Linked DNA regions of Mus musculus: regions 2, 3, 4, 5, 6 and 7 are each linked to region 1. The links are chromatin contacts, called in public HiCAR-type, HiChIP or PLAC-seq and promoter capture Hi-C maps. All regions are on one chromosome and are shown on one strand. The core of a region is the stretch at or near the end of the contact, and the rest is flanking DNA. Distances in the headings are between cores, read along the strand shown. Region 1 holds the start of Atf6 (activating transcription factor 6). Region 2 holds the start of Hsd17b7 (hydroxysteroid (17-beta) dehydrogenase 7). Region 3 holds the start of Uap1 (UDP-N-acetylglucosamine pyrophosphorylase 1). Region 4 overlaps Uhmk1 (U2AF homology motif (UHM) kinase 1). Region 5 holds the start of Uhmk1 (U2AF homology motif (UHM) kinase 1). Region 6 holds the start of F11r (F11 receptor). Region 7 holds the start of Usf1 (upstream transcription factor 1).

Evidence for each region. Promoter capture Hi-C pulls out the DNA fragments that hold promoters and counts their contacts. HiCAR-type assays count read pairs that join an accessible place to other places. HiChIP or PLAC-seq counts read pairs in DNA pulled down with a chosen protein or histone mark.
Region 2: an H3K4me3 HiChIP or PLAC-seq map of neural tube shows a contact between it and region 1, with 5 times the contacts expected there. The contact joins the promoter of Hsd17b7 here to the promoter of Atf6 in region 1. A contact is called at or near these places in 1 of 39 promoter capture datasets (3T3-L1-derived adipocytes) and 4 of 115 datasets of contacts at active chromatin or transcription factors (astrocytes, embryonic stem cells, neural tube and 1 more).
Region 3: a contact with region 1 is called in a HiCAR-type map of astrocytes, with 4 times the contacts expected there. The contact joins the promoter of Uap1 here to the promoter of Atf6 in region 1. A contact is called at or near these places in 17 of 39 promoter capture datasets (the 3T3-L1 cell line, the HPC-7 cell line, cranial neural crest and 11 more), 5 of 484 Hi-C or Micro-C datasets (the Ba/F3 cell line, the G1E-ER4 cell line, forebrain and 1 more), 15 of 115 datasets of contacts at active chromatin or transcription factors (CD8 T cells, T-cell acute lymphoblastic leukemia, astrocytes and 10 more) and 1 of 9 other capture datasets (pancreatic islet).
Region 4: a contact with region 1 is called in a promoter capture Hi-C map of liver. The contact joins the enhancer-like site here to the promoter of Atf6 in region 1. A contact is called at or near these places in 8 of 39 promoter capture datasets (the HPC-7 cell line, cranial neural crest, embryonic stem cells and 4 more), 9 of 115 datasets of contacts at active chromatin or transcription factors (T-cell acute lymphoblastic leukemia, bone marrow-derived macrophages, craniofacial prominence and 6 more) and 1 of 9 other capture datasets (adipose tissue).
Region 5: a contact with region 1 is called in a promoter capture Hi-C map of neural stem cells. The contact joins the promoter of Uhmk1 here to the promoter of Atf6 in region 1. A contact is called at or near these places in 17 of 39 promoter capture datasets (the 3T3-L1 cell line, 3T3-L1-derived adipocytes, the HPC-7 cell line and 12 more), 2 of 484 Hi-C or Micro-C datasets (embryonic stem cells and pro-B cells), 17 of 115 datasets of contacts at active chromatin or transcription factors (the NIH/3T3 cell line, the SCID.adh cell line, astrocytes and 13 more) and 1 of 9 other capture datasets (macrophages).
Region 6: a contact with region 1 is called in a FOXA1 HiChIP or PLAC-seq map of pancreatic cancer cells. The contact joins the promoter of F11r here to the promoter of Atf6 in region 1. A contact is called at or near these places in 2 of 39 promoter capture datasets (liver and pre-B cells) and 1 of 115 datasets of contacts at active chromatin or transcription factors (pancreatic cancer cells).
Region 7: a contact with region 1 is called in an H3K4me3 HiChIP or PLAC-seq map of the SCID.adh cell line, with 11 read pairs. The contact joins the promoter of Usf1 here to the promoter of Atf6 in region 1. A contact is called at or near these places in 2 of 39 promoter capture datasets (erythroid cells and liver), 1 of 484 Hi-C or Micro-C datasets (the G1E-ER4 cell line), 2 of 115 datasets of contacts at active chromatin or transcription factors (the SCID.adh cell line and pancreatic cancer cells) and 1 of 9 other capture datasets (adipose tissue).

What each region holds. Positions count from the first base shown.
Region 1 is chr1:170,865,350-170,869,430 of GRCm38.p6, forward strand. Atf6 (activating transcription factor 6) reads right to left here and starts at 2,422. Exons shown (of 16, transcript NM_001081304.1): 1 at 2,301-2,422. The coding sequence starts at 2,352. Gm9929 (a long non-coding RNA gene) reads left to right here and starts at 2,481. Exons shown (of 2, transcript XR_003948181.1): 1 at 2,481-2,565; 2 at 3,232-4,081.
Region 2 is chr1:169,967,043-169,971,123 of GRCm38.p6, forward strand. Hsd17b7 (hydroxysteroid (17-beta) dehydrogenase 7) reads right to left here and starts at 2,163. Exons shown (of 9, transcript NM_010476.3): 1 at 2,056-2,163; 2 at 188-391. The coding sequence starts at 2,090. It overlaps 3110045C21Rik (RIKEN cDNA 3110045C21 gene), which reads left to right and starts at 2,367. Exons shown (of 3, transcript NR_040438.1): 1 at 2,367-2,533; 2 at 3,408-3,760.
Region 3 is chr1:170,172,845-170,176,925 of GRCm38.p6, forward strand. Uap1 (UDP-N-acetylglucosamine pyrophosphorylase 1) reads right to left here and starts at 2,120. Exons shown (of 11, transcript NM_001305045.1): 1 at 1,906-2,120.
Region 4 is chr1:170,194,614-170,198,694 of GRCm38.p6, forward strand. It overlaps Uhmk1 (U2AF homology motif (UHM) kinase 1), which reads right to left. Exons shown (of 8, transcript NM_010633.4): 8 at 1-4,081. Among named protein-coding and RNA genes, the nearest start is that of Uhmk1, 19 kb to the right of the region's middle. Within about 2 kb of position 1,853, at least 6 of the 459 cell types and tissues checked have an H3K27ac peak or open chromatin away from gene starts, as enhancers often do. A contact at or near this core is called in liver, where this site is marked.
Region 5 is chr1:170,213,276-170,217,356 of GRCm38.p6, forward strand. Uhmk1 (U2AF homology motif (UHM) kinase 1) reads right to left here and starts at 2,132. Exons shown (of 8, transcript NM_010633.4): 1 at 1,698-2,132. The coding sequence starts at 1,965.
Region 6 is chr1:171,435,806-171,439,886 of GRCm38.p6, forward strand. It overlaps F11r (F11 receptor), which reads left to right and starts at 1,756. Exons shown (of 10, transcript NM_172647.2): 1 at 1,756-1,896. The coding sequence starts at 1,836. It overlaps Gm26641 (predicted gene, 26641), which reads right to left and starts at 1,517. Exons shown (of 2, transcript NR_151523.1): 1 at 1,437-1,517.
Region 7 is chr1:171,408,893-171,412,973 of GRCm38.p6, forward strand. Usf1 (upstream transcription factor 1) reads left to right here and starts at 2,421. Exons shown (of 10, transcript NM_001305676.1): 1 at 2,421-2,548. It overlaps Arhgap30 (Rho GTPase activating protein 30), which reads left to right. Exons shown (of 12, transcript NM_001005508.2): 12 at 1-1,348. The coding sequence ends at 449.

The DNA.
Region 1 (4,081 bases), core at 1,172-3,671:
CTACACTATATAGCAAGACCTTGCCTCAAAGACCTCAAGGTATGGTACTGTACGCTTGTAATCCCAGCATTCCAAAGGCTTAAGGCAGGGACATCAGAAGTTTGAGGCCAGCCTGGGCTACACAATGGCCTCTAACAAAAGGCACTTGTGTGTAACCCAAATGCCAGTCTCCATAGCCTTGGTGGGAGCACAGCCATGCTTGCCCATCTATACCTTCTGCTACGGCTGTTTCTTCCCTGTGGCAGAGCAGTTTCGACAGAGACCACAGGACAGTGATGCCTAAAATAGCTGCTCTCTGAACCTTTTCAAAAACCACTTGCAGATGTCCGCTCTAAGTGTCATTAATCACATTTAGAAAATAAAAAAGTAGAAGTACATCCCATCGTACCCTGTGCTGAGATAACGTCCTTCAAATTGTACAAGTTGTTCTTCATAAGAAATACCAATTATAAAAGCCAATTTTTAAAATTTAACAGTACAGCTGTTAAAATTACTACTAAATACATCAGTAAATTGACCAAAAATTCAAAACAGCAACTACCAAAGAACCTATTATTTTATTAAGAAGCCCTAGTAGACAGTAGTGTTCAACTCTAATGCCTGCAAAATCTATCCTACCTACTGAACACCTGAGGGAATAAAAGTACTGAACCAAGAGACAACTGTTAACAGTCTGAAAAGGGAAGGCTAAAAAACATTGGGGAAATGACATATTCAAGAGGAGACAGGGCAGGATACCTGAGAAAGGAGTCAGTCAGCTGACTACAAAGAACTGCGCATTGTTGAAGAATCAAGATTAGGAGTTAGGAAAATGCAGCTGAGAATCAGACTCTAGGACAAAAACGATACCATCAGGAAGTGCCTTTTAGTTATACTTTAAGAAATGCCACAAACATAATGGTCAAATGATTGAGAAAACTAATTCTAATTGTAACTACCCAACATATCTAAGTAGACTTGTTAAGAACATTAGCATTAGGAAGAATCTAGGCTTGGGGGGGGGGGGGGGAGCAAGTGTTACAGAGTAGAAAAACCAGAGGCACAGACTTCAAAGTTAGATAAGCCTGGTTCTGATCCTACTTTATCACTTACTCGTCTAAGACTCAGAGAACAGATTCTGTCAACCTCTGTTTCAACATCTATAGGATGGCGGGACCTCATTGGACTGTTATGAACATAACATAAATAACACATGTAGTGTGCTTAGCAAAATAAAGTCCTAAACAAGTGACTGCTGTTACTATAACAAAAGCATTTAGCTGGGGAAATGAACTGGAGAATGAACATTTAAAGGTTTTTTTTTTCCAGAAAGTTGTCAAAATCGGCCCAAAGATTAAAATAAACCTTTTATAGATTGTAATTGTAGAGAGCATCTGCCACTGTTAAATTAAACTAGGATTCCAACACTTCCTAGTTGAGGGCCCACTCATGTTATAGTGGAATGTTAGTCCATGAAAAAAAAGTGTCCCCAAAACTGAAGGACAATGTAGTCTCACTACAGGATCCATTGAGCCACCTACAGAACTCCATTCACATATTAACACACATAATCCTGTTAACATTCTGTCTTGAAATCGAGAAGGGACTATCAGCTTTCTCTAAGGATTTGGATGCCAAAGCTTGTTCCTTGTCATTCTCTGGTCCATCCTTCCTGAACACTAAAAATAGACTTAACAAGAGATTTCAGAGCTGTGTTTGGACAGCAGTCAGGATTACATCAGTTTGTGTTAGATCTAGTAATCAGGGACACGAGGTCAGGTGCTTGGGAGAGTTTCTTCTTTGCCAATTTGGATCTATGTCTTAAACCAACAGTTCAAGCTGGGAGCCAAGGATTTTCTTCTGTATTTTAACCAAGTTTTCTCAACATATCTCGTACACGTTCAGTGCGCGCGCGCGCACACACACACACACACACACACTCACACACACACATACACACACACACACTCAGCGCTCCCCAGCCACACGCCCACAGTCTGAGAAAATAGCTTGGAGCCTTTGGGGCAGCTACAATCATCATCCTACTAAGTTCTGGTCCCTCACGATCACCTGGAATTTCCACCAGGAACACACGCTGAAAAACTACAGCAATTTCAATTAGAACATCATTCCATTATTGCTACGGCCAGGACAGAAGCCCAGAGGCTCTGCCAGCCTCTTCTACGACCCTCAACCCGTGGCCTCGCTCCCCGGACACGGGTCGTCCACACCTGTCACCGCCACCGGGCGGAAATCGGGAGGAGAAAAAAACCCGCAGACGCGGCCCGACCTAGCTCGGGTACATTCGCAGATCCACTCACCCCAGTCTTCATCTGGTCCATGAGGAAGAACCGGACTAAAAGGCGACTCCATGGCGCCGGCAACACAAGCCGGCTTCCCCGAAACAGACACCTCTCCCTCACAACTCGGATGGGTGAGTAACCTGAAACGGCGGCGGCCGGAGGACAAAATAAGCTGAACGCTGACACGGACGGTGGCCGGGCGGAGGCAAACTATCTCACCGCACGCGGGAACTGGGATCCAAAGCTAAGGAGACGTCAGCAGATAAGCAAACTCAATAGACTTGTGAGTAAATATTTCCCTACGAGGATTTCAGCACTTTCTGTCCCGCTGTGGGGTTTTGTGGTTGTTCTTTTTTGTTTCTCTCTCCCTCTCTCTCTTTTTTTTTTTAAATTGAGCGAAGAGCACGCAGATTTTACCGCTTTGTTAAAATTCGCTGATAGTACTAAAACTGAAAAGTCTCCTGATCATAGTGGCTTGTTCTTTGTGCTTAATACTACGATATAGACATCTCAGAACGAAATTAGAAATTGACAGTAAACCTGATTCTGTATTTATAAATGCTTTTCAATCGCTGTAAAAATTTTCCACGTACACGGTAAATAAAGAAAAATACAAATTTCCGACATGTGTTAGAACCACTCCTTTACTGGGACAGAATCCGAGGTAAACTTTCTCACAAATAATACTTGTAGAAAACCCACCTTCAAACAAATTTAAACAAAGAAAATATATAAGATAAATTCTCCATGTCCGCACTTACCTCCTAAAGAAGAGTTTCTAAAACTCGCAATAAGCTGTCAATCTCTTATTACTAAAATCCAAAATTCTAAATATTTTTAGAGAAGAATCATGCATCACGGATTCCAACTGGAAAATGTGAGCAATTTGAAACAACAGTTTCGAGAACCTACTTAGTGTTGTTTACTTTTCGGTTTTACTCGATTTCAGTAGCCAGGGACTGCATTCAAACCCAGACGGTGAATGAACACGGATCCCTCTAGGACCGAGAGGAACTTTTCCCATGGTTACAAACAAACATAAATGCTTCCCAGAATCCTCCGAGCTCCTCGTGGCTGCGGTTACTACCGATTGCGATTGCGGAATGCAACAAGGTGAGAGGAAAGCCAGGTCAGAATTCGTGAAGTCCGGCTGGGACCACACCCGCATACACACGTGCAATGCACCGCCCGCGCGCACATACATACATATATACATACACACACATACATACACACATACATACACACATGCATGTGCAATACGCAGCACGCGCGTGCACATACATGCATACATACACGAACACACGCACACTCGCGATTCTGAAGTCCCCCTACGACAAATGACATTCCTTTCGTCGTTGGAATTATATATATATAAATTTTAAAAAAAAAATTTTTTTTTCGAGACAGGATTTCTCTGTGTAGCCCTGGCTGTCCTGGAACTCTGTAGCCTCAGAAATCCGCCTGCCTCTGCCTCCCGAGTGCTGAGATTAAAGGCGTGTACCACCACCGCCCAGCCTTTAGTCCATTTTTTATATTTACTTTTACCATGTTTAAACCTGTTTGTAAATATATATGTTGAGTGTTGGGGAATTTCTTTTTTAATTCACATAAATGTATAACACGGAAATGTTCTCCAAATTATTGTCACTAGGCATTCATTACTCTTTGAAGCTCTCTCGGGGTTTTAATTTCTACATTCCCTTAAATACATAGCATCATACTTGTTTACCTGAGACGGACATCTGGGTCTTTGAATTGTTTACCAGTACATAAGATATATTCTCTGCAACTCTGCC
Region 2 (4,081 bases), core at 913-3,412, 900 kb before region 1:
ATATATACTATATCCATTACCTTCCCATGTTTCCCTGACCTGTCCAGTTTGATTAAATGCCATGCTATACTACCACACAGGAAAGAAGAGTCCTTTTAAGCTATGCCCATTACCTTTGAATGTTTTCCTGCCCTTTCTCATTTGATTAATTTTATGACAGACAGCAATCTATGACAAAGAGACATACTTTTGCTTGACTTCCTCTGCACCCCGGACCACCGACTGCAGGCTGCTGACATCCATCTGCACGATGCTGACTTCGGCGGAGGGGTGAGAGGCCAGCAGGGTATCTCGAACAGCTCTTGCTTTGCTCAGGTTCCTACACGCCAAACACAGGTGGAGGTCATCGTCTTCTGCCAGCAGTCGACCGCAAAGGGCTAGCCCAATGCCACTGAAGGGAGAATTCAGGCACAAGCATGAGCTCATTGAAATGGTGTTAAATGAAGGCAGTTCTCTCTGGTTCAGAAACTTGACAGTGTCAATATGAGCTCCAATGAGAAATCCAAGCAGATAGAAAATACCCAAACATTATGTGAAGAAGGAATCTCCCGATTAGCCATGTTGATAAGCAACATCCAGTTGTTCCCCTCTAATATGGTTCAATGACACAGTGAGTGAGGGTTGGAGCACCTGTTAGGGTGTGATTTAATATATCTCTAGCAAATACTTTAAGGGGGGCCGTATTAGTTGTTTACCGTGTCCCCATTTTCTTGTGGTGCCTTGGTCCCGCAAAGGCAAGGGTTCTCACCACTTCTTGGTACTGTTGCTATTAGGAAAACTGTAAATCGCAGTAAGTGAACCAACCGGTGAGGTTTTGGTTTGGGTTTTTGTTTTTTGGGGTTTTTTTTTTGCTTTGTTTTGTTTTGTTTTCAGGAGAATACACAGTAGCACAGCTTGAAGTTAAATCCCTGTCAACTACTAAGTCACAGCAGAATAGCCAAGAGTTTAAAAAAAAAAAAAGCCCTCAATACAAGTAGACAGAAAGCAGAATCAGCAAGCAGATAGAGCCGAAGACAAAGAAGCAGGAAAGAGCAGAGCTAGGAGGCTTCAGATGCACTGGGTCACAAAGAGTGATATGAAGGTCGCAGCAGATGGGGCCCACTGCTGGTAGCGAGGCCATTCTGGGTAACAGTAAGTTCTCATGCAGACTGCCAGCAAAGGGAGCTCCAAAGTGAGTCTGGAATCCACAGAATCTGGCGGCCCTGCCAGCAAAGTACCAAGCAGATACCGGCCTATTCATCCTTACTTTAAATACCAACTTTAGTATAAGTTGCACACACCACAGTATATCAAAATCACACCAATTCAGGTCTGACTTCTACAGGCACTTTCCACTCGAGAACGGCCAAAACCCAGCTGACCTAAAGGAGAGCGCACACTAACAAAAAGCCCAAGACAGACCCCTCCACTGGTTTAGTTAATATAGATGTGATTGGGTCACTGAAACAGGCTTAAGTGGCATTTAACAAATCCTGTATTAATTCCTCAAAAAATAGCAATGTAACCAATTGGGGGTAGGAGGGGAGTTGGTTGGGTCCATCCTCCACACATTCTTCATCAACAAATGATAAGTAGGTCAAGGGTCAAATGGGCAAGCCTGGAATAACTTTGCTGGCATCTGCATCAGGATAAGCCTTAGTTGCTAGACTGGTCGTTCTGTAGGTTCCTGGAAAGAGTATATGAAAACATGCTGCAGGAGTGAAATTTCCTCATTGTCCTAAAGTTCATGGATGCTGACATTTAAACACCCCGAGTGTTTAGGTTTAAAGTGAACTGTGGGCACCTACAATTAACTACTCTCGGAGACTGACGGTCCCTAGAGAACAACTGTCCAGCATCACTGCCAGGCTGACCAGTCACTGGCGGTTTAGCTTTCCTTTCCACTGTCATGTTTAATTCAAAGCGCCAGCCACCGAGCACCGAGCACCAAGCGAGGCAGGCATGACCACACCTCTTGGAAAGCCAGGGAACGGGGTCTCTGCGGACCCCATCGAAGTGAATCACCGACCTGCGCTTCCCCCCGCATAGACTCCGGGGTTCCATAGGAGGTCTCACCTGCTCGCCCCGGTGATCAAAACCACCTTCCGCATCTTCCACGCCCTGCACCGAAGTAGAACTGCACCGGGGTTCTCTTAGCCTGAACCTTGATCCGTGACCACGCGCACCTCGACCAATCAAGGCTCGGCCCGGCTCCACCTCTCCTGCGTCATCCGGTCCGCGCGTTAGGCCCGCCAATCGCGACTCGGCATCTTCTCTCCACGCCCAGACCGGGTGAGGTGAGATAGGCCGAGGGGCGGAGCCACGTGACACAAGGGTCCTATAGCCAATCCAGGCAGTCGCCGCCCCCAGTCTGCGGCGGGGGCTTTGTTCTGAGTGAAGCAAGCGGGCGGCAGAGCTGGAGGTTTCACAAGGCTGCTGGGAGAGGCTTCGGTGCAGGAACCCAAGTCCAAGTTTGCTTCTTAGGATGTGTAAAGCATGGTCTTTAAGAAAGAGAACCTGGATTTCATTGAATTGTATTTATGTCGAATCACGAGTAAGTTAGCAATTTCAAGCTCTGAATGTGGAATGAAACCAGAGAATCTCAGAACGCTAAAGGAATGCGTACTGTCATCTCCTTCAGACCTCTCAGGTCGCTGTAATGAGCTTTATTTTCTCACTCTCTCTGCCTCTCTCTCTCTCTCTCTCTCTCTCTCTCGCTCGCTCGCTCTTTTTTTTTTTTTTTTTTTGTCTCCAAGCCATCCCAGATGAGTACTTTGGAGGGAGCAGAACTAGGTAATCAGGGAGGGGCAAATGCATACATTAAAACTCCCTTTTTTTATTAAGTTCAATTCGCATAAAAATACCCTGCGCAGCTGTTATAATCGTTATCCCAGCTTTCGCTACTTACAGATGATTAATATTGAGTGAAAGGACTAATACTCATATGATTGAACAAACTATTCCTCTTTCAGAGCTGTAATTACTAGGGATAGCCGTGATCCTAAATGATAACGTCTTTTCTGGGCTTTAATCTATATGTTTTGATTAATGATACCAACAAACTGCTAAAACTTAAGAAAACTGGTTGATCATTTCAACTGTTCTTAAAAGACAGTAACTTAACAAATTTTCTAAAGCCTTGAAGTGGAAAAAAAAAAAAATCCCTGATCTTGAGATTCCATACCCAAATGATCCTTTTTAAACCCTGGAGTTCAGAAGTGGCAGCAAAAGAACAGAGAAAACTGTGTGGCTCTCCCAAAGAAAGCTCACTTTTTAAAAAGAAATTGGAGAGCCTGGTGGGTGGGTTGGGTGGCAGACAGGTGTGTCCACACTGCACCCTAGGGTAGCATGAAAATGGCCCACCAGAAAACTGTAAACTTAATTAACATATTATGACGTTTATTTTGAGTTGTTTTTTTTTTTTTAAGTTCTCTTGTGCAATTATTAGCATGAACTCTGTGCATGAAAGCAACATCAGGAGTCTGCCTGGGTCCGAGAGGAGTTCAGCCTTACTACAGCCTCAGATGAGAACAGGAGTGGGACCAGCTCTGAGTTAGATGAAACCCAGAAGACTTCAGAGAAAGTCCTCTATCACTTCCAGCCCAGCCCAGTAAGGGAAACTGGGACTCTTCCTCCTTTTGTTCTACTCAAGTTGCTGCTTCCAAGGCTCTGTGACCGACAAGGGATGGACTGGACTATTAATCTAAAATGTTTAATTTTTAAAGTCATTTGTCATAGAGAGTCACAACCCCGAGCAATGAAAATATTTTTTAATTCATAGGTGAGTGTTGGGTTTTGGTTTGGTTTTGTTTTGTTTTTACCTCACTCCAAACTACTCATCTTGGGTTTGTGTTGTCCTGGGGTTCTTCAGTTGGGTACCAGAACAGTCTGGTGCACAGTGAGTGAAGCTATCACTGGCAAGCCTTGGCATGAGTTGAGCAGGTGTAGTTAACTCAACATTAATTGTGCTCCTTGTAATAAATCCATCTCTACCCTAAAGTCAGACCGTGATCGCTTTTCCTTTTAGGGGACAGTAGGTAAGGATGAGAGACATATCTTTTGCTCTGAGTACAAAGTTCTATTCTTGGTTCTTAGAAACATT
Region 3 (4,081 bases), core at 870-3,369, 690 kb before region 1:
GTGTATGTATTTCCTCATGAAGACGACCCGGCCTTTTTCATATATCCTGAAGATTAAAAAGCAAAGAGGCCTCTTCTACTAAAAGTACACGCACACATACTATGGTAAATATTAGGTAGAACTGTTCCTTTAAAAGTCATTCAAAGCTGGGCAGAGGAGGCTCACTCCGCTAATCCCAGCACTGAAGAGGTAGACAAATCTCTGTGAGTTCCCGGCCAGGGTGGTCTGGGCAGAGGCAGAGGCTGAGGCTGGTGGATCTCTGAGTTTGAGGCCTGATTGATCTACAGAATGAGTTTTAGGGCAGCCAGAGCTACACAGAGAAACCCTGTCTCAGAAAAAGGAGAAAGAGAGAGAGAGCGCAACCTAGCTAGCTAGCTCATTCAGTAAGTACTGGGTAGTACTTTGGGTGCTTGGAGAAAAACATACTCATGCAAATAAAACAACTCATTGTAAACTTTGATATCTGGTCCCAGAACACCAGCAATCCACAAATCTTATTACCAAAATCAAATCTGTCCATTTATGTGTTGTGTAACATTCATAATAAATACGGTTATATTTACCTGACACAGCGATAACCATAGTACTGCATCTCCTACTCATTTTTCTTGAGAGCTGTGTGTGTGTAACTAAATTCAAATGGTATACAGCAATAGAGAAGAGAATTAAAAAGACGTGGATTTTTATACTAAGAACAAAAGTCTGCACTAGAAATTATGACTAAATTTGGTGTGTGCCTACAACCTAACACACCTGGATCAACATACCCAACAAACCATTATCAAACATGCCTTTATTAGAATTTAAATGCCACATTAAGGACGTCCAGTATTTCCCAATTCCACCCCCACCTCTGCTGCTATATGTCCTCAGGGTGGGTTAGTAAATCGCTTTGGGGGGTGGGGGTGGGGTGGGGGGGACACATGGAGCCAGGCAGTGGCGGTACATATCTTTAAGGTAAATGGATCTCTGAATTCTGGGCCAGCCAGGTCTACAGAGTGAGTTCCAACAACCAAAGCTACACAGAGAAACCCTGTCTCGGAAACAAACAAACAAACAAACGAAACAGGAAAAAAGAGGGGAGGGGAGGGGCTGGGGTGGGGGTGGGGAGGAATGGTACTGAGACTGACTTGAGTCCTAACCACTAACTAACAGGACAGACTATGAAGTCTTTTCCCTCAGCCAAGTGAGTCAACTAATAACGAAATGGATAAATGCTTTTGGTTTGCTGCAAACTCTTGGATCCAAGCCCAGTGAACTTCACCTCCAAGTCCTTAAACTTGTGCCTCTCATAAATGCATGATCATTACCATCGGATATCAGATCTCATAGTATGCCGATGAAGGCCAGTCAGCCTTCACACCAAACTTTTAAAAAATCTTCTAGAGCATATGTGTGCTCTCAGCCTCACCGTTCCTCCAGTCCAACTGAGGGGAAAACCCTGAAATCTGAACCTCTCTCACTATCAGTATCAAGCGAAGGCAAGCGGGTCCTGTGCTAGTCACATCCCCCATTGGGATCCACTGTCCTGGTCGGAACTATCAATTCTTACCCTCGTGGGTTCAAAACACCCCAACGCGCTTTCCCAACAGTAACAGCGATCACTTATTCCCACCGGTGAACCCCAGAAGTGGCACAACTATGCCCGGGCCCTAGCCTGAAACCCTCCTGGCTCCTCTTCCCCCAACTCAAAAACAGCGCTGACAAGCGCCGGGAACTCCATCATCACCCAAGCCTCCTCCCTCAGGTCTCCCCCAAGACCCTCCGCGCGCGCATCCCCGCCCCGCCGCGACACAGCCCACGCCTCTCCGGAGCTCCGAGCAGCGGACGCCGAGCAAGGTGCGGCAACGCGTAGCCGGGTCCCCGCGCTAGGCATGGGAGCGCGCGCGTGAAGGGGGTCCCTACCTCCCTCGACAATCCCGCGGCTCCTTCGGCTCGGCTACTCGCCCGTGTCCCGCGCCCGCCTGGAATATATACTGTCATCCGAGGGGCCGGGGCGGCGGGGCGGGCCACGAGCAGCGGCCGAGGGGAGCGCGGGCCCCGGCCACCCGGCCCCTCCCGCCGCGGTGAGTGGCTGCGGCCCAGGGGCGGAGCGGAAGCCTGCCGGCCCGACACGTCAGCGACCGAGAACAGCCAAAGGGGCGGGCACCGGCGACAGGAAGGAGGAGCCTCTTTACGTCACTCAGACTCTTGCCCAATAGGATGGCCAAGGATCCTGTCAGTCTGTGGTACCGCCCCCCACGCACTAGCAGGGGCGGGGCCGGCTACGCGCGCGGCTTCGCGGGGAGGTGAGGCCAGGCGCCACCTTAAGGACAAACTGCAGGGCGGGTCCTCTCGGTCACCCGGGGCGGATCAGAGCGCCTGGTAGGGAGCGCGGCGCTGGCAGTGAGTCTTCAAGTGACGGATTTCCGAACGCCCACGGGTGTGGTTGGGAAAGACCCGCCGGTTTCTAGGCAGAGATCCCTCCAAGGCAGGCCTGTGACCTTAAGCTAGCTGATTTTGTCTCTAATTCTCCACATACCTGTTTGCCAGTGACCCGGGCTTCCTCTGCCATTGTCTTCGGAGTCTCTTGGGTGTCGACACAGCCGGGTTGCCTTTTGCACAGCGACTAGTGAACGAAATGCAATCAAAAGGGATTAGATGACCCGAGGCCATGCAAAATGTGCCAGTCAGGGAGAACCGGCCCAGAGAGCAAGAACTTAGCTAGGAGAGGAGAGCTAAAATTCAACTGTCCTGTTACAGCATAGGCAGCAGATGTGCATGTGCAGGCTATAATCTCAGTGTTATGAAGTTGCATTTATATTTAGAGCTATTATGTTGGGTTTTTGCAGGTTTTGAAACGAGAGTCCAATTTGTTGAGATGTCAAAAGCAACTAAATTTAACATATCAGGATGTTTTCCATCAGGTGGATAGGCTTCCTCATTTTACATTTTCAGTGTTTTCTTAGTCATTCTTGCGTATTCATTTTTAATCCAGACTTTACTATCAATTTATGTCATTTAGAAATATCATTTAACAAGGGGTATCATTTGTAAATAAAAACGTAGTTGCCCATCTGTTAAGGCACCTTTGTGGCTTTGAGAGATTAGATGGATAAACAGCTTGGTGGAACAGGATCAAGGAAGGACATGATATATTATTAGCAGTATTTGCTTGGCCTTAGCCTTGCATGCTCTCTGGAATCCTGTCAGAACGCCACGTCGCCTGAGAAGCTGTAAATGGCACCCACAGTGCTGTTGATAGTGGTAGGTGTGCCTTCCTGGAGCAAGACTAACAACACGGGTGTGTTCTCTAGTTTTCATACTTCCAGCTTGGAAAGTACCGAGTCTTAAGTGAAGAATTCAGAGCCTGCCCACAATGGGGTTGCCCAGAATCTCTTGACCTTCTTTATGTGTGCAAGTCCCTGGGGTAGAAGCATTCTCTTAGAAAGAAATTGGCGGCTACAGCAGTCAATAAAGAGCATATTGTCCAAAACGTATTTATTTATTGAGTTATTCTACAGTAGAACTTACAATAGACTCTACAGGGGAATCAAGAGTCTATTTCTTCAAGGGATTCCAATACAATGAGAGAGGCAGGGGAGAGACGTGCTCCTTCTTCCTAAGGGACGGCCGTGAGTGCAGCAGCAAAGGCTCAGATGAGCATTAGAGCTCAGAGAAAGCAGAGGCCTTAGCTTCAGAAAGGAGTGAGGGACCACCCAACACTTCTGAAGGCTGCCCTTTAGTTCTCTGCCTCCAAGGCTTTTGTTTTATATATATATATATATATATATACACACACACACACACACACACACTTGGAAATTTGAAGTGCCAAAAGGGAGTACCTGCCAAAAGGTACAGATTCTTAGTGGTGTGAGCTCAACTCAGTTTAAAAAAATAAATGGGTAACAGTTTTGTCTATTAGCTGGATAGGTGGACGGGTGAATGGGCGGACAGATACTTAGATGGGTATTATGAGACCTGGAAAGAAATGATCACCAACACTGAGAAATACACAAAACACAACAGCACAAGGACACGGTACAGTTGACAGAGGGAAAGGGAAAGGACAGAGTACTCGTGTACAGTAGTCGATGAG
Region 4 (4,081 bases), core at 603-3,102, 670 kb before region 1:
TACAGGTAAAAAGTTTAGATTCTTAGACCATGACCTCTATGTGGAAGATTCCCGACACCAGTAAGGGAGCCATTTTTCCTCCTCTCTGCTCATGTCCATCTCTGTCTTCCCTGTTCTTATCTCTGACAGCCTTCTGATGACCCATCTAATAGAGTAACACAGCTGAAAGAATTCAAGTCACTGAGGAGCATCTGAGTCAACATGCGCACAATGTTTCTGCATGCTGTCTGATATCAGGAATAGTAAGAGGGGCTGACAGAGCGAAGGGAAGGGAGTCTGACCAAGGATCTTAAAGAATGGCTAGAACCCGCTCACAGATCATCAGGAGCTGAAGGTGGCAGTAGTAGCTGCTTATACAAGGTTCTCAGTAAGAAACAAACAAAAAAGTAAGCATTCCAGTCTTCAAGAATGTGACTTGCTTTGCTTTAACAGAGAGGTAGAGCAGGAGCAGCCGTGTTTTGTACAACAGAGATGAAATGACCTTGTAAGGCAAGCAAAAGCGGGCCTGCCTTGCCACTAAACACTAAGAACTCAGTTCACAAAGCACACTGAGCCTTCAAAAGAGCCACCACTTTTTCTTGGCATTATCATGACTGCTACCAGTCTAGCACTCCGGCCATCCTTTAGTGAGGTTCCCATGAACTCCAGCAAACACAGCTACCATGACTATGACTCTCTGAAAGGCACAAAAACAGCATGTTTAAAACAATCACTCCCGTAAGCAGCACAAGAATCAGGGAACGCGCTGAGCTATAGACACTATCAGGACAACAAAAGGTGTGTAAACTTGTGTGTTAGTCTTATATCCTGAAAAACACCTATGACCATCTATAGAACAGCTTCCTAGCAGAGCTGGGCAAGATGGTGCACATCTGTGACAAGCAGCACTTGGGAAGCTGAAGCAGGAAGATCCTGAGCTGGGGGCTTGTCTAGGCTACACTGCAAAACCCTGTCTCCAAAAACTTTCTATCCTAAATGCTCCCTGGCTTGTACATATTTCTTTTGACAGCTCATTTCTCCTATAAAGTCATAGCAAAAATACTCTAAGTTGTTTACCTTCTTCAATACCTAGTACCTGCCAACTGCTTGTCACAGTGTAAAGCAATAGTCACTGGTGACCACCATCTGGGGGAGGTGGCAAAGATAAAAATCATGATCCATCCTATGTTATAAGGTAGAGAAAGGATCAAAATTCATTCTTAAAAAAAATGGGGACACTCTAAAAACTAAAATATCCAAGCTTCTCCATGATTAAGAATCTAAAATCTAGTTCCAGGACAGACAAGGCTACACAGAGAACCCCTGTCTCGAACACCCAACCTCCCAGGAATCTAAACATACCAGATGAGCTCCACACAACAGCCTCAACAAGAGCAGTGTGTATTTGAGGAGACAGGCAACGCCAAGTGAAGAGTGCCAAACCCTAGGCAAAGAAAGGTAACTTGCCGAGCACCTCAAGAAATGGGGATTCTGTTGAACTAGAAGTGACCAAGGACGGGTGTGTAAGTGTCCACAACTTACAAGAAAGAGAGAGCTGGATCAGTAAGTGCTGAAGAAAGAACCTGATAAATGAAACTAGATCCCAGAATCAGATGTGACAGATAACTGGCCTTTCCATCAACATGTAATTCTGAAATAAGTCAAACTGGGATCATTTTATACATTTTTTTAAAAAGTATGCCAAGAAAATTCTGGACTCACACGAATCAATCCAAGTTATTCCAAGAGAAAGGCGACAGTGCAGTTCCCCTGGGACATCGGCCAGGTGAGGTTTAATATTTGACTTGCCCAGAACTTTAGCTACACATCATCCAACAGATGAAACATCACGATCTGTACCCTAACCTGAACAAAGAGCCCAGCCCGTACCCTTTGGGTGAGAGTCTAGGTAAAGTGCATGGTCACCAGTGCGTCCCCTCCCACTGTACTGCTATAATTCCCACCAGGTAGGCACGATGATGCTCATTTTCAGCGACTGTTAAAAATAAAATTGCTTAATAAACTGGCGGGAGAACTAACAAGAATGATGCCAAGTTGTCAGCCACCTGCCACATTCAGAAGAGCCATAAAACAGCATGATCCTCAGCCTGCTTCTACGTTATCCTCTAAGTGGTGCCTTGCCTGAGGGAAAGTCTAGACTAAGACAGAAGGAAGCCTTATGCCCCTCATACTTCGGCACCTTTCTCTGGGTGGCAGCACAGTTGCTGGCAGGTTAACATATCTTCAGCAGCTACATAACGACGAGAAGACCACACTCCTCTCAATTAAAACAGAGACAGATGAGTAGAACTATGTTAGTCATTTGATTCTAAAAGCAGCCATAAATTTAGATCAGTTTAGCAGAGAGGAAGAGTTCCCAAAGGGAGACGCTGTGCCAATGGTCACAAAGGAAGAAGAGTATCCAGTCATAATAAATGTAGACTTATGGTGAAATGCAGGCAGTACCTTTCTGGGGTACCCAGCACTATTATTCTCTTCCAACTACAGAGTTATAGTTTTGATAATGGCTACAAGTCTCCTCCTCCAAATACTTCAAAAGAACCCCAAGTTTTCCCTCGGGCAATCGCTTTCTGTGCCTAATCAGGGACAAAATGTGCACTGTATAGTGCTTTGGAAGAATAAAGACGAACCGAAGGAGGCAAGAGAGAAGGAAGGAAGCACAAATCTTAACATAGGGAGAGAAAAACTACCTGAGATAAAATTTGCCCCCAAAGACAGGGACTAAGTAACATGAGCGCTCACTTCTTTACCCCTTAGTAAGAGAATTCTAGGATTTTAATAATTTCAAGGAATTAAAATCCCTGTGCATATATTTATTGTGAAAATTGCATCTTTTGTAGTATTATTTGGTCCCAGTTTAAGAAAGATATTAAAATGAAAGTCCTGATAGTATCAGAGGAGGAGGAATCTGCAGCTGTCCTCTTTGGTAAAATGGGCTAAGAGCTATCACACAATGGTTTAAATCATAGCAGGTTATCTTTTGTCTTCAAGTCTGTGACTTCAATATAAACTATTTAATTCAATGATCTCAATGTAATTACTCGGGCTCACTCATTTACTTCCTCAGCTCCCTTAAAATCTGGCTAGCATCGTCTGTAACAAGTCTACAGTGTCAACTCTACACATGTGCATAGCTACATCTGCATGGATGAGGTTCACAGAATGCTGTGAGTACAGCAGTGTTAGCAGCATACTGCACGGTAAAGCTTGGCAGCCTACCTGCAGTTTATTTGCAAGGATCTCTTTTTTATGAGATATGGGAACATGTGCTAACCATACTTGCCCTTCAAAAGAATTCACTTGTATCTTGTGGTCATCAGTAGAAACGTAGAGACCTGCTACTAATGACCACAGAAGCAGCTCCTCATGTAAATATTTATGTTTTAGGAAAGCTTAGTTAGGACTTCACAGCCCTGATTCTATGTTCTTCAAGTTTGACTTGAAAACCAACCACACAATGAACCCCTGAAAAAGCCTTCTTCCCAAGACACTCATCAGGGACCACGAGAGACGAGCAGAGGTAACTCAGCAGCAAATCCCCTTACACCAAATGTAACTTCCTAAGTGGGAGCTCGGGACAATTTGATTATACTGACAAATGTTGGGCAGTAAATGTCTAAACAGGGTAAAATAATTCAACCTCTAAAATGCAAGTTTTAATGGAGTTTTTGGGAACTTGAACAGCATGGACAAGAGACTATATAAGCAGGCTGCCAGCAGGAAGAGAAACAAACACTCTTTCCTAAGGAAAAATAAATAAATAACACTTTCATTCAGGTAAGGAAATAGGAAAAACTCTGTCACAAGTGTACAATCTGTGGGTTATCTTGTATAATCAGTGCTTTACAAAAGTTTCCTACGTTTACACCTTTCAAGGCAAACTACTACAGAGCAGGAAGAACCCCACTCATATCCCTCAAGCCACAGTCCATCTGTGTCCACAAACTCGTGGCAACAGGCATCCTCTATCAAGGACACACTAGATTGCTATTGTTCTTTTAGAAACTGAATTTTCTTCCTTTCTACTTCAACCTTCTAATACATCAACCTTTCTTTTCCCTTACAGTCAAAAGCCGATGAC
Region 5 (4,081 bases), core at 882-3,381, 650 kb before region 1:
AGAGGTAAGAGTCGTCTTAGTCTATGCTTTTCTCAAACACTTTCTGTTAAGCTCCTCTTCAGGCCTTTTGGCTGCCTGACCACTCCCCACTTCCCCTCCACACATGGCTGCCCTCCATGTTGCTTACCACAAGCGTCATCGCTTTTTCTCTATTTTATTTTCCCCTCCTCAGAGCAGTTACTGAGATTTAAGGCTTGCCTGCCCTGGGGTTTTTCTTTTAAAGTCTAATGAAAAATTCCTCGAGCGTTACCCCAGTGTCATTTGGCCACCAAGGCAGTAGGCACCCAAATCCCTGGAAACACTGGGAACTGAGCTCCGGGCCTCTGCAAGAACAGCAAAGGCTCTCTAACCACTGAGACACACCCACACAACCCCACCCCACGGATAAAAATGACAATGATAAGCAAGAAACTTCCACTATTCTTCCAGGGAGCGAGCATTATCTTTGGACAGCCGGGTTAAATAAAATAAAGTATGGCGATATATGGCACAATTATTCAACCTGTGTTTCACCAAGAACTCAACACTCAGTGGTGGGTGAATATGCCCTTAAGGTCTTAAGATAAAATTACTTTAAAAACCTATGATATTAAGTAACCCTTAAGAGCAAATTGAAGGTTGCCTGATCCAAAACAGCATTCTATGCTCATATATATATATATACATATATATATATATATGTATATATATATGTGTGTGTGTGTACATGTGTGTGTATATATATATATACACACATACATATATGTGTATATACATAGACATATGTATACACACACACACACATATATATACGTGTATATATATATATATATACACACACACATATTATATACATCAATTACAAATAACATTCTAATGTAATCACGCAAGAGATTCAACAAGTACTGAGGCATGCAAAAAATGTTCCTGTCAAACACCAAAGCTATAGTGATATACCGCTTAGTAAGATTAAGGAAAAAAAAGAAAAACACACTAGCATTAGGACATTCTATCAATGTAGTATTATAAATAAATAAATAAATAAATAAATAAATAAACAAACACTTTCTTCAAGCTACACATGGGTTCTATTTGCCAAGATCTATGACGCTTCTTTACTAACCAAAGTTATAACCGCTTACAAGCTCTCTGCCTGTACGTGGATTAGCAACGAGGACTGCTTCCATATATCTGTGGCCCAAACAAGCTTACATTCTAAATCTCTGAGTCATGAAAGTCTTACTGAAGCAAACGCTGTGCTCTTAAATATCACACTTCCATTAACTTCTAGGTAACACTGGGTTCCCTCTCCCAAATTCACACGAAATATGTATTTTTTTTTCCGTTCTCAGTAGTATGTCATTTGATGTCAATGATGGCACTGGATGCCCTAGAATATTTTCCATTTGGAAAAGATGCAAAATTTTCCACTCAAGACATGACAACCTGGCAAACTCATGCCTTTCACTTTCTAACTACCGGATGAAAACCTAAGCAAACTGGACTTTACTAAGCATTTGCTATGTAATAATCACTTCCACCGTATACCTCAGACAGCTGCAAAGGAAAGGTGGACTGAAAAGGGACCTGCATCGCGTGACAACTAGTGAGGCCCGATCCTCTCCTCCCACCTACAGGACCAAAGACCGGGGGCCAGGCGGAGGACGCTTATGCTTGAGCCGGGACATGGGCAGGACATGGGGGACAGCCACAATTACCGATGTTCCTGTGACCCTGCAACTGCTCCAGCGCCGCCCTCTCTTTGCGGAAACCATACTCCGCGGCCGAGGCCGCAGCCCCGGTGGTTCCCGGAGGCAGGAACTGCTTGAGGGCGCCGGGGGGCGAGCCCGGGGTACCGCAGCACCGCACCCGGTACACCGAGGCCGACGAGCCGCTGCCCAGGCGGCTCTGGACCTGCCACAGCCGCCCGAAGGCCTCCAGGAAGCGCGGCGGCTCGGCGCCCCACGCGCAGCCGGACCCCGCCATGGTGCGGGCTGGGCCGAGGACACGCGAGCCGACACGACGCGCCAGGCAGGCCCGCGGCGCCCGCCGTCACATCCCCGCCCGGACCCGCCGCTCCGCAGGGAGGGGCCTGCAGCGCTCCGACCGACTCCCCGGACCTCAGGCCGCCATGACACCGGAAGCCGGAGTGCACTCGGACCCAGCCGGAAGTGGGGGAAAGCCAATCCTAGAGGCTGAAGGAGGCGGGCCTAAGAGGGGCGGGGCCTCCAGGGGGAAAATTGTTTAGCACAAAACAACTGAGATATTAAACTTAATTATTAGAGATGGGGTGTAGCACAGTAGTAAAGTGCTTGCCTTGAATGCGCAAGGAAGGCCCTGGCTCCAGCAAAATATATGATTATTGATTTTTTTGTTTTATTTATCTTTAAAGAGTTATTATATTTGTATTTATATATTTGTGTATTTGTTCCTCATGTGTGCAGAAGTCAGAAGAAGGTGTAATATCTTTTGGTGCTGAAGTTACAGGAGATTGTGAGCTGCCGGGTTTGGGTGATGGGAACCAAAGTCCTGTCCTGGGGAAGATCAGTATTTCCTCATAGCCACTGAACTGTTTGTCTCTTGTGCAGCTATCTTATTTTCTATTACCTATTGTTTCAAGCTGAAAGCTACGTGCTTTCACATCTTCCTGATATCCATCATTACCACCTCCCTTTCTAATATAACTCCGATTTTCTTTGGAACAGTAATATACACAAAAGAAATACCTGGCCTCTCTCAGAAGTGGCTGTGACCACGCCCTCTCTCTAGTCAATAAGACCTTCCTGCATAACTAACAAGGATTTATTGGAAGATCTAACTTGACTCACTTAGATGTTGTGTTTTCTTCCCTGTTACTTCCTATCTCCTGCTTAAGAAAATAAGCGTAAAGCTAAAGACAGATTAGTTGGGGCTAGAGAAATGGCTTAGCAGCTAAGAGCACTGACTGCTCTTCCAGATCAGGGTTCAATTCCCAGCATCCACATGGCAACTCACGAGTGTCTATAACTCAAGTCCCAGAGCATCTGGCACTCTTACACAAACATGCAGGCAGAATTTCAGTGTATATAGAAATAAATAAATCTTAAAAAGCAAAACAAAAAATAAAGACAGATTAGTCATCCTGTTTATGAAGCAACTGAGAGAATAAAAGCAACATATTAATATATTAATTGGATGTGATCTATTGTGCCAAAAAGCCCAAAGTATGTTGTCTTAGATATGGAAGCATTCCCTTCTACAATTAATAATGCAGGGTTCTGCCAATCTCAGTGGACTTTTATCTTTGTGACCTATGTGTTTGCCTTGTCTTTCAGCATTTCATGGTTTTGAGAATGGGGAAAGAGACCAAAGAAGCACAAAAATAGCCAAAATGGTACTGAGTTTTCTGGTCGTATCCCATTAGCTAGTGCTTACCTAGTCATATGACCCAAGCTAGCTCCAGACAAGCTAGAAAATTCACATAAAATTCATAACTAATGGAAGAAGAGGAAACTGGGTGTATAGGGACAAATAAACGCAAGTCTAGATCATTCATGACCCAGAAGAAATGCAAAAGGTTTCTGGATCCTTGACAGCTTGGTAGAAATCCATTGTGCTTCCTAAAACCATCCTCCAGACTTCTTACTGGGGGGGGGCAGGGTGCCTATTTGATTAAAGAATCTTAATGTTTTAAAAACACAAGAGCTTTTATGCATATAAATATGCACAGTGTAGCATTTACCACATTAGTCATTTTTAAGTGTATAGGTAATATAAAATATTTTGACCTTGTGCAAACATTATCAACAAACATCTGAGGAACTTGTTCCATACATCTTGTAGAAACTAATCTCTCTTCTAATTAAACAAGCTGCCAACTCCTCTTTCCTTCAGCCCCTGACAATCTACCAGTTCATTTTAGTTCTTATATCCATAGTCCTCTTGTTAGTCTACTTGTTAACTTGTGTTAACGCAAGTGGCCATACAAATCACCATTCACAAACCACTCAGATTCACACAGATAACCTCATCATGACTGAATACAAATAACAGCTCATAACCCGAGGACCACTAACTGACCAAATGACATGAGATGAAGAGGGAGTGGGGCTTGACCTTAGCA
Region 6 (4,081 bases), core at 506-3,005, 570 kb after region 1:
TTGCAGTTTTACCCTTTAAAAATGCAACACAGCTTCCTTGGGGATGTGGTTCAGACCCCCAACTTGGCCACCTCCTGACCGCTCAGAAAATAAGGCTTCTGTTTTGACGTTTCTGTCTCTGAAGTGAGCCTTCTCAGCTTCCATCCAGAACCCAACAGGTATAGTGAGTGGGTCATACTGTAATCTTGGTATTCAGGGAGGCTGAGACGTCCTAAGTTCAAGGATATTTGGGGCCATATGTGAGTTGCAGAGCAGCCTGGGCTAAAGCAAGATCAGGCCAAACAAATGCCAAAACTGTGTATAAGTCTCAGTTTAGGACTTCAACTTTCTTTGAGGGTGAATAACAAGTTTGCCCTTGGCAGATACCCAAATATTTGTTTCAGTTTAGTAGTACAAAGTTTCTTTCTTGGTTACACACTGTCCTGTTTATTTTAACTGCCAACCTTGAAGTCAGAAATGTTGTTTTAATTTATTTATACTTTCCAGTCTCATCCAGGAGATGCTTGGTAAACTTGCTGATTGTTGTTGCTGTTGGTGGTGGTTTTTTGAGACAGGGTCTCACACTGCATCTCTGGCTGTCCTGGAACTCACAATGTAGATCAGGCTGGTCTTGAACTCACAAAGATCTACCTGCTTCTGCCTCCCCAGTGCCGGGATTAAAAGCATGGGCTACCAAGCCCAGTGTAGCATGCACTCTTAACTGCTAAGTCATCTCTCCAGCCTGTTTTATTTTTGAAATGGGGTCTCTTGTAGCTTAGGCTATTCTCTGATTTGCTACCTTGTCAAGGATAGCCTTAAACTCCTAATCCTGCTGTCCCTGTCTTTTACAGTCCTGGGATTACAAGCATAAACACTAGGTTGGGTTTTTTCCCCCTTTCTATCCTTCTCCTCCTCCCCTCCCACCCCCTTCCCTTCCTCTGAGAAAGGGTCTCATGAATCCCAGGCTGGTCTACGGCTTATTAGATACCTAAGGCTGAGCCCCCAATCTTTCTGTACTTACATACCTCTTGGCATAGCCATTTTTATAGGAAGATCCACAGTTTGAGGCCAGCCTCAGCGACATAGCTAGCCCTGGTCTAGAAAACAAAAGCTAATCCAAATGTAAGGCCCAGCAAAGGAGCTGCTGACATAGATCCTATGTGTATGTATAAAAGACATATTCCCAGTCCTCCCAAGAAGTATGGGTCAGCTTTTATTATCTGGATGCTTCCTGTATCCGTCTATGTAGGTTTCTTTTTGAGAGCAACCCAGTTTGGGATAGTCAAGATGTCTCTCTTGTCTCAACCCTCTCCCTACACCTTCCTATATTAATTTGTGTTTTTCACTTACCAAGGGGGAGGGGACCAAAGATTCTGCACCATCAAGCAATTGAAAAGTAATGGAAGAGAAATCAACCAAGCACATTCCTGCATCTCACAGGCAGTGACCTTACTCACCTTCTCTTTAGAGATGACTATCGAGGGCCTGGCAGTCCGAAAGGCTCTATCTGCATGCCTTGCTGCCCAATTGGGATGCCCTTACCTGCCGAAGAGGAGGCCTTGGTTTCTTTAAGCGACAGTCTCCTGGGCCAACCAGAGGTCTCTAGAGGTGAAAGCCACCAATCGGACTCAAGAAGGAGGAAAGTTCGGGGTTGCACCTGCGTACGGTGAGTCACTCATCGGAGCTCCCTCTCTTTTCACCAATCGGAACGCGGGGAAGCCGGGCGCCGCCCACCGGGCGTGGAGAGAAAGGCGGGCCGGGCTTAACCTGGCTGCTAGAGTCCAGCCCAGGGCAGTGGATCGCGAGGCTGTTCCCATTGGAGTTGCTGTGCCCGTCGCGTCGGGATTGTAACTGTAATGGGCACCGAGGGGAAAGCCGGGAGGAAACTGTTGTTTCTCTTCACGTCTATGATCCTGGGTGAGTTCCTAGAGTTTTTGGAGGATTAGGTGGGTCCGGGGAGAGGCTGGAAGAGGACGATCCCCACGCGCCGACGGGAAGGGAGGAGTCCAGAAACCTGCCTGCCTGCCTCGCCCTGGGAGTCCACTTTTCCGCCCGGGTCTGGTCACTCTCCGTTCCCCTCCCCCACCGGGAGACTGGCTGGCTCCCTTCGCCCAAGCCGGTGATCTGTGACCCTACCTCCCACTCGGTGCCGGGAGTACCCTCTCTGCGGAAGCACCAAAAATAACCCGGGAGGGTCCATGGTTCTGGGTCTCCCCTAACGACCCGAGGACCCTCCCCAAACCCAACTATTTCGCTAGCCGTTCTTCTCCATAGTATACGTCTGGGAAGGTCTATCCTGCCCTTCCGACATTCTCGGAGATCTCAGAGAAACCTTGAGCCTCTCACCCGGACTCCCTTGGCTCAAGTGCCCTAGAAGGAAATGTAATGAGGAGGGGGGTGGGCTGGGTAGGGAAGATTTCTTTTCCTGGCTTTTGTAGAAGGGTTTCTTCCTCTTGTTAAGTAGTAGACCTTCTGGGATTAATGCCGAGGTTCGGCGTCTGAAGAAGAAATGAATTCTCTAAAATTTCTCAGATTCAGAATTCCTTTCTTGACTAGGTAGCAAAGAGTCGTTAATTAAGGTTGTTGACGGAGTAAGGATTCCCTGGGGCAAGAGTAGGTCTATTGGTTGGCTGGATCTCCTTAGAGCCAGAACTCTGCCCTCCCCCTTGCCCGGAATGAGAGTTTTTTTGTTTCTTTGTCGACTCCTTTTCCTGAGAAACAGCCAGGCTCGCATGCTGGGGCATGACTATCTCGAGGTGTGTTTGTATGAGGTTGAGTGTGAGGTAGGTTGGTTTGTTCCCTTGGTCAGTGTGTGTCAGCACCTGTATATTTATCTGTCTCCTTTCCCTGCCGCCACCACCCTTCGGAGCCGAGGACCAAACCCAGGGACTTGGGTGTGCTATGTCTGGTTCCTGAGTGTCACACACTCCTGTTGTTGGAATGTGTTCCGTATGAATCTGTTTCCCTTCACGGTTAGTATTTTAGAGAGGATAAAGGAAATAAACCATTACAGTCAGTATCGCTGTCTTCTAAAGGCAGTTCGTTTTGGTAACCTTTTTGGAGAACAATCATAAGACTAAGTCCCCAAGATGGAGAGATGGGTCCCTTGTTTCTCATTACAACTGTAAAGCTTTGGAGTGGCCTAGACAATAGGTGAGTCTACTTCTCTACATTGTACAGATAAGGAAATTAATCTGTGGAGAGGAAATGACCTTCCCAGTTTTACAAGAGGGTAAGAAGCTGGGGATGGAACCAGAGCCCTCTGACTCCCATTCCTGGAGATCCAGCGTCTCAGGCATGAGGCATAAGAAGGATCTAAACTACTCTTTCAGAATCAGCTCTCTTGTTATTAATGAAATCCCTTCCACTAGAGTCTCTCACTTCACCTTTGAATTCTACTACTGTTTCTCCGTCCCCTCCTCCTTTCTTTGCCCGGCCATCACTTGTTTCATTTCTGTTCATATCTTAGATTGCTAGCCACACCCACATTCCTGTTTTGTGTACTGTTTCCTCTGGATCAAGGACCGTAGTTGTTAGACTTACGTAAAGCCCTGGAGCGACTTCCTTCCAACCCCTTTCCTCCTTCCTTTTCTCTTCCCCTAATTTCCTACGTTAATTCTAGCACTCACCACCAAAGAGAAGGATGGTGACAAGATCATTTTGAGCAGGCAGCGGTGGTTCCAAGGAAGCCTGAGTGAGGTGGGGCATTTATTTGCTTGGCAGGGCAGGGGGCCCTAGGGAAATAACACGTAGGGGGTGGCAGTGGGTGAGAATACACTTCATGGTGTAACTTTGAAATCAAGGTAGACCTGGGGGAAGGGAGTGATTTGGTTAGTGCAAATGAGGATGGAAATGTCAGCCGGGCCACCTCATCAGGAGTTCTTCTTTCTTTTGTCTGTCCTGTGCCCCTAGGCTAGGAGCTCAGTCTTTTCTGCTATAAAACAGAAGTAATACTACAAGTCCTCCGCACGCCATGAGGATCAATGGAGTTAATAGCTACGTTACATATACATGAAGGGATTACTGTCGCACAGCTATTACCCCTTTGGATTTTGTGAGGGTGTAAGAATGCTGTCCTTACAAGACTAGGTCAAAGGACGCA
Region 7 (4,081 bases), core at 1,171-3,670, 540 kb after region 1:
CCAGTGCAATGTGTAGCAAGATCCATGTAGCACCTGCAAGCCCATGTCCAAGGCCTGGTAGGCTTGATGGGACTCCTGGAGAAAAAGCTTGGGGTTCTCGAGCTTCCTGGAGGAATGGGGGCAGTCTTTCTTTTGATGCTGCTGTGGCCCTGGCCCGGGAACGCCAGAGGACCGAGTCTCAGGGAGTTCTGCGGACCCAGACCTGTACTGGAGGTGGGGATTATAGTCTCAGCTCCAGAACCCCTCCTTGTAGCATGATCCTTGCCCATTCTTCCCGGCCCCTTAGCTGTTTGGAACGCCCACCTGAAGGCACAGAGGGGTCTGAGCCCAGGAGTCGGCTTAGTCTGCCCCCTAGAGAGCTTCACCCTGTTGTCCCTCTTGTGGCCCCTCAGCGCCAGACATATGCTTTTGAAACACAGACTAATCATGGGAAAGATGAAGGGGTATGATTAGGACAGGACAAGAGGAACCAAGAAATCATCACCAATCTCTGGAGCACTTGCCTAGCTGTCTTTGCTGCCTCGGCAGCTGAGATGTCTAATTCCATAGGCTTGGGTCCTCCAGCTTCTTGTTTTGACCATGAGAGGTACAGACTTGGTGGATTTACTTATGTTTGTGTTAGACACAAAGCCACTTATGTCTTAGCAGAGTCTTAAGAAACATAGAACAATCTTGTTTCCAGGGAGTTAACAAAAACATAGGGTAGGTAAAAGCTTTTTTTTTTCTTAAATTTAAATACAGTGGGGGAATTTCAGCCAAACTTTTGCCCTATTCTGAGCTGTGAATATCTCTTCACAGAAGCCTACTGTAGATGTGGGAGATATAGGACCAGATATAGAATAGCTCACCCCTGATTTGTTCCTAGATTTTTGGCTGTCTTCTGACCCTCTTTAGTTTCAGAGTAGGAGAAACATCCAAGAAGCTCTTTAAAGTCCTCAGTGTTTGCTGAAGGAAATGGGTGGCATCCTCTACCTTCAATTATTTTGCAGAAGAGGTCCTCCCATTTTAGGAAAAGGGAATGTTGGGCTGAAGAGATAGCTCAGAGGTTAAGAGCACCTACTGTTCTTCCAGAGGTCCTGAGTTCAATTCCTAGCAATCACATGATGGCTCACAACCATCTGTAACGGAATTTGATGCCTTCTACGGGTGAGTCTGAAGAGAGCAATGGTGTACTCATTCATATACATAAAATAAATAAAGAAAGAAAAGAAAAAGGAAAAGAAAAGTAGAGGGAATGTCACTCAATTTGGCTCTAGCACTGTCTCTGCACAGGCTGGGGCTACAGGCCACCATTTAGCAATGGTGGGTATTTGATAATAAAAGCTGAATTTTTTTTTTAACATTTAAACAGTGTATGTACTTTGTCTTATTAAAGTTTTGGGTGAATGGTATCACATTCCAAAGTTGCCAAAATGTATATATCTTGTTTTTTCTTATTTAGATATTCTTCCTCAGTTGTCATGGGAAACTGTAGCTAGAAAGTAGAACTGGGTTCATGGTGGTCAAGAAATGAGGAAGAGAAACCTGTATTTACATAATGTTCATCTAATGCCAGGAATTGGGCCAGATTTGTGTGCATAAAAACTTTGCTCTTGAATTTATTTAATCCACTTGATGTGAAGTTGGTATTGGTATTTCCGTTTTACAAAGAAATTGAGCTGTAGTTAAGTAAAAATGCCCATCAAAAACCTCAGAGTTAAGAAGTGTTAGTTTCTAGGTGTGGTGGCTGTCTTTAATCCTAGCACTTGGGAGTGGAGAGATCTATGTGTATTCGAGTCCAGCATAGTTTATGTAGGACTACATAGAAATACCCTATCGCAAAAAAAAAAAAAAAAAAAAAAAAGTGTCAGTTCAGAGTCTGAATGGCTTCAGAATCTGAATTCTAGCTATTGCTATTATACTTCACTATTCCAAAATCACTCTGGGTACACCCAGAATGAAGAAAATGGTAATCAAACTCGTCCCCACACGTATTTAAGAGCCTGAGGAAAAGCTATGAGGTCTTTGGAGTATTGCTGACGTTAATACAAAGGTATATACCCAGATCCACGTACACTCAGAAATGTCCCAAAGTCCACTTGGAACCCCCTCAAAGTGATGCCCTGATCCAAGATGGCGTCCCACATTGCCCTTATGAAAGATGGCGCCTAAGATTGCCGTTCCACCCTCTACTTCCTTTTACTGGAAGTAAAAGGGCTCCGCCTACCACAAGGATGGAAGTACAATTTAGTCGGGTTTTTTTTTTCCTGGTTCTTACTGAAAACAAAGGCCTCTAGCGAGGTCCCCAAGGATACCGTCTGTTTCCCTTCAGAGCCTGCGACCACTCACGTACCCACATCCGCTCTAGCGGGCATCAGATTTGAAGCGAGCGGAAGTGTGGCAGCTCGGGGGGCCGTCCGTCGGCTGGGCGGGTCGAGGGCACACTTCCGCCCCTCACCAACATGGCCGCAGGCTGGGACTGCGCATGAGCAGCTGTCTATGGAGAGACCTAGATCCAAAGACGGAGAAGGCTGCCGGGGGAAATCGGCGACTGAAGCGGCCTGGCCCGGTGAGTGCGTCGGAGCCGGCCGGAGTCCGGACGCCGGTGGATCGGCATGGCGGGGCACCTTTGCTTTGGCTGGCGTTTCCCAGGCCAGGCCACGCCTGGGCACGGAGCCTTTGTTTTGGGGGAGGGGGCCGTGCCCGGCTCTTTCTCTCCTGCTTTGTGGGCCGAGCTCGCTCCCCGCCCCGGTGTGCACACGTCCCAGCCGCCTGCGGTGGGTATCCAGCTTCGAGCCGCAGGCCCGGGAAGGTCCCCGGCGTCCTTTCCCCGTCTCTCCTCCGCGGAGCAGCTGGGGCGCAGGCGAGCTGGGCTGGGACCGGCGGGGTCACCGCGCGGGCTGCGGGGCTCGCGCCTGCCGGGTACTCAGGTCCCCAAGCGCCTACTACTAGTCGGTGGGCCTGCAGGGAGACGCGTCGTTCTCGGGCAAGGTCCGGGCGCTTGAAGTCTTTGGGAACTTGATCTGGTTTTTGTGTGTGGGTGGTGGTGGGGGGTGTTTTGTTTTTTAAATTTCTGCCTTTGCGTCTGTGCTTGGTGAGGACGTTTGCTGGGCTCTCCTTTTGAGCATGCAAAACCACAAAATCCTAGGCTGATTTCCGTATCACGTATTATTAATGCTCAGGATGCTTCCGGATATACAACCAAGGTTTGAGTAAGGAGCCTACCGCCGTTTCTGGGTAGCCTCAGAAGTTGCGCTGACAGCTGTTGGCTATACGGTTGTCTCGTGCGCCTTGCAGTCTCTTTCATAGCCTCCTCCTGCAGGCCGTGCCAGGAGCTTCAGGAGGAGCTCTTCCTCCTGTTTGAGGATGGAGACCCCCTAGGTGGTCCGTACATCCGGACGCTGCCTCCCTTTGCAGCCTTACTTTCTACGGACAGTTTCACTTTCAGTTCCCTTTTGTTATTGTTGTTAACGTTCTTCTTTGCACACGGTCTTTCCGAGGCGCATTATCCGCTAAACTAAGGTTTTTCTTTGATTAGAAAGGTTTGGAAGATCTTGCGGGTAGAGTGTTTAAAAAAAATCTTGTCCTTTCTTGTTGAGATTATTTTATTGCTTTGTCCTATGCAGCTGTTTCTTTCTGGTGGCATCTGTCTGTACAGTTCTTTGTTTTTTCCCGTTCTCTGGCTGGTTGTCAAAAGTCCTAAGGCAGGAACATTGTAGATGGATTCCTCCCCCTTTGTCTTTTCTCCTGCAGAACCCTGAGCCTGGAGGTTTTCTTTCCCCCCCTCCTCCTGAGGCTTAGTTGATTTGGAGTTGTCATGGCAACATTTTAGCAACTATGTTGCTCTACAGGAAGCCTTGCTGGATAAAATAAAGAAGCCTTGAACATGATGCACTTGGGCACTGGTGTTTGTAACAGATGCTGTAAATCTGGACTCTCTCAAAACAAGAGCCCCGACAGCGGAGTAGTATCCAAGAGCCAAACCTGGGTTTTATGCTTAGTGATGGTTTCCCAATAGCAAAAAAGGTTTCAGTTTTCCTCTTCTTAGATTTGAGGACTGGAATTTGTTTTTTGTTATTCTTATTTGATTTTGAAACAGGAC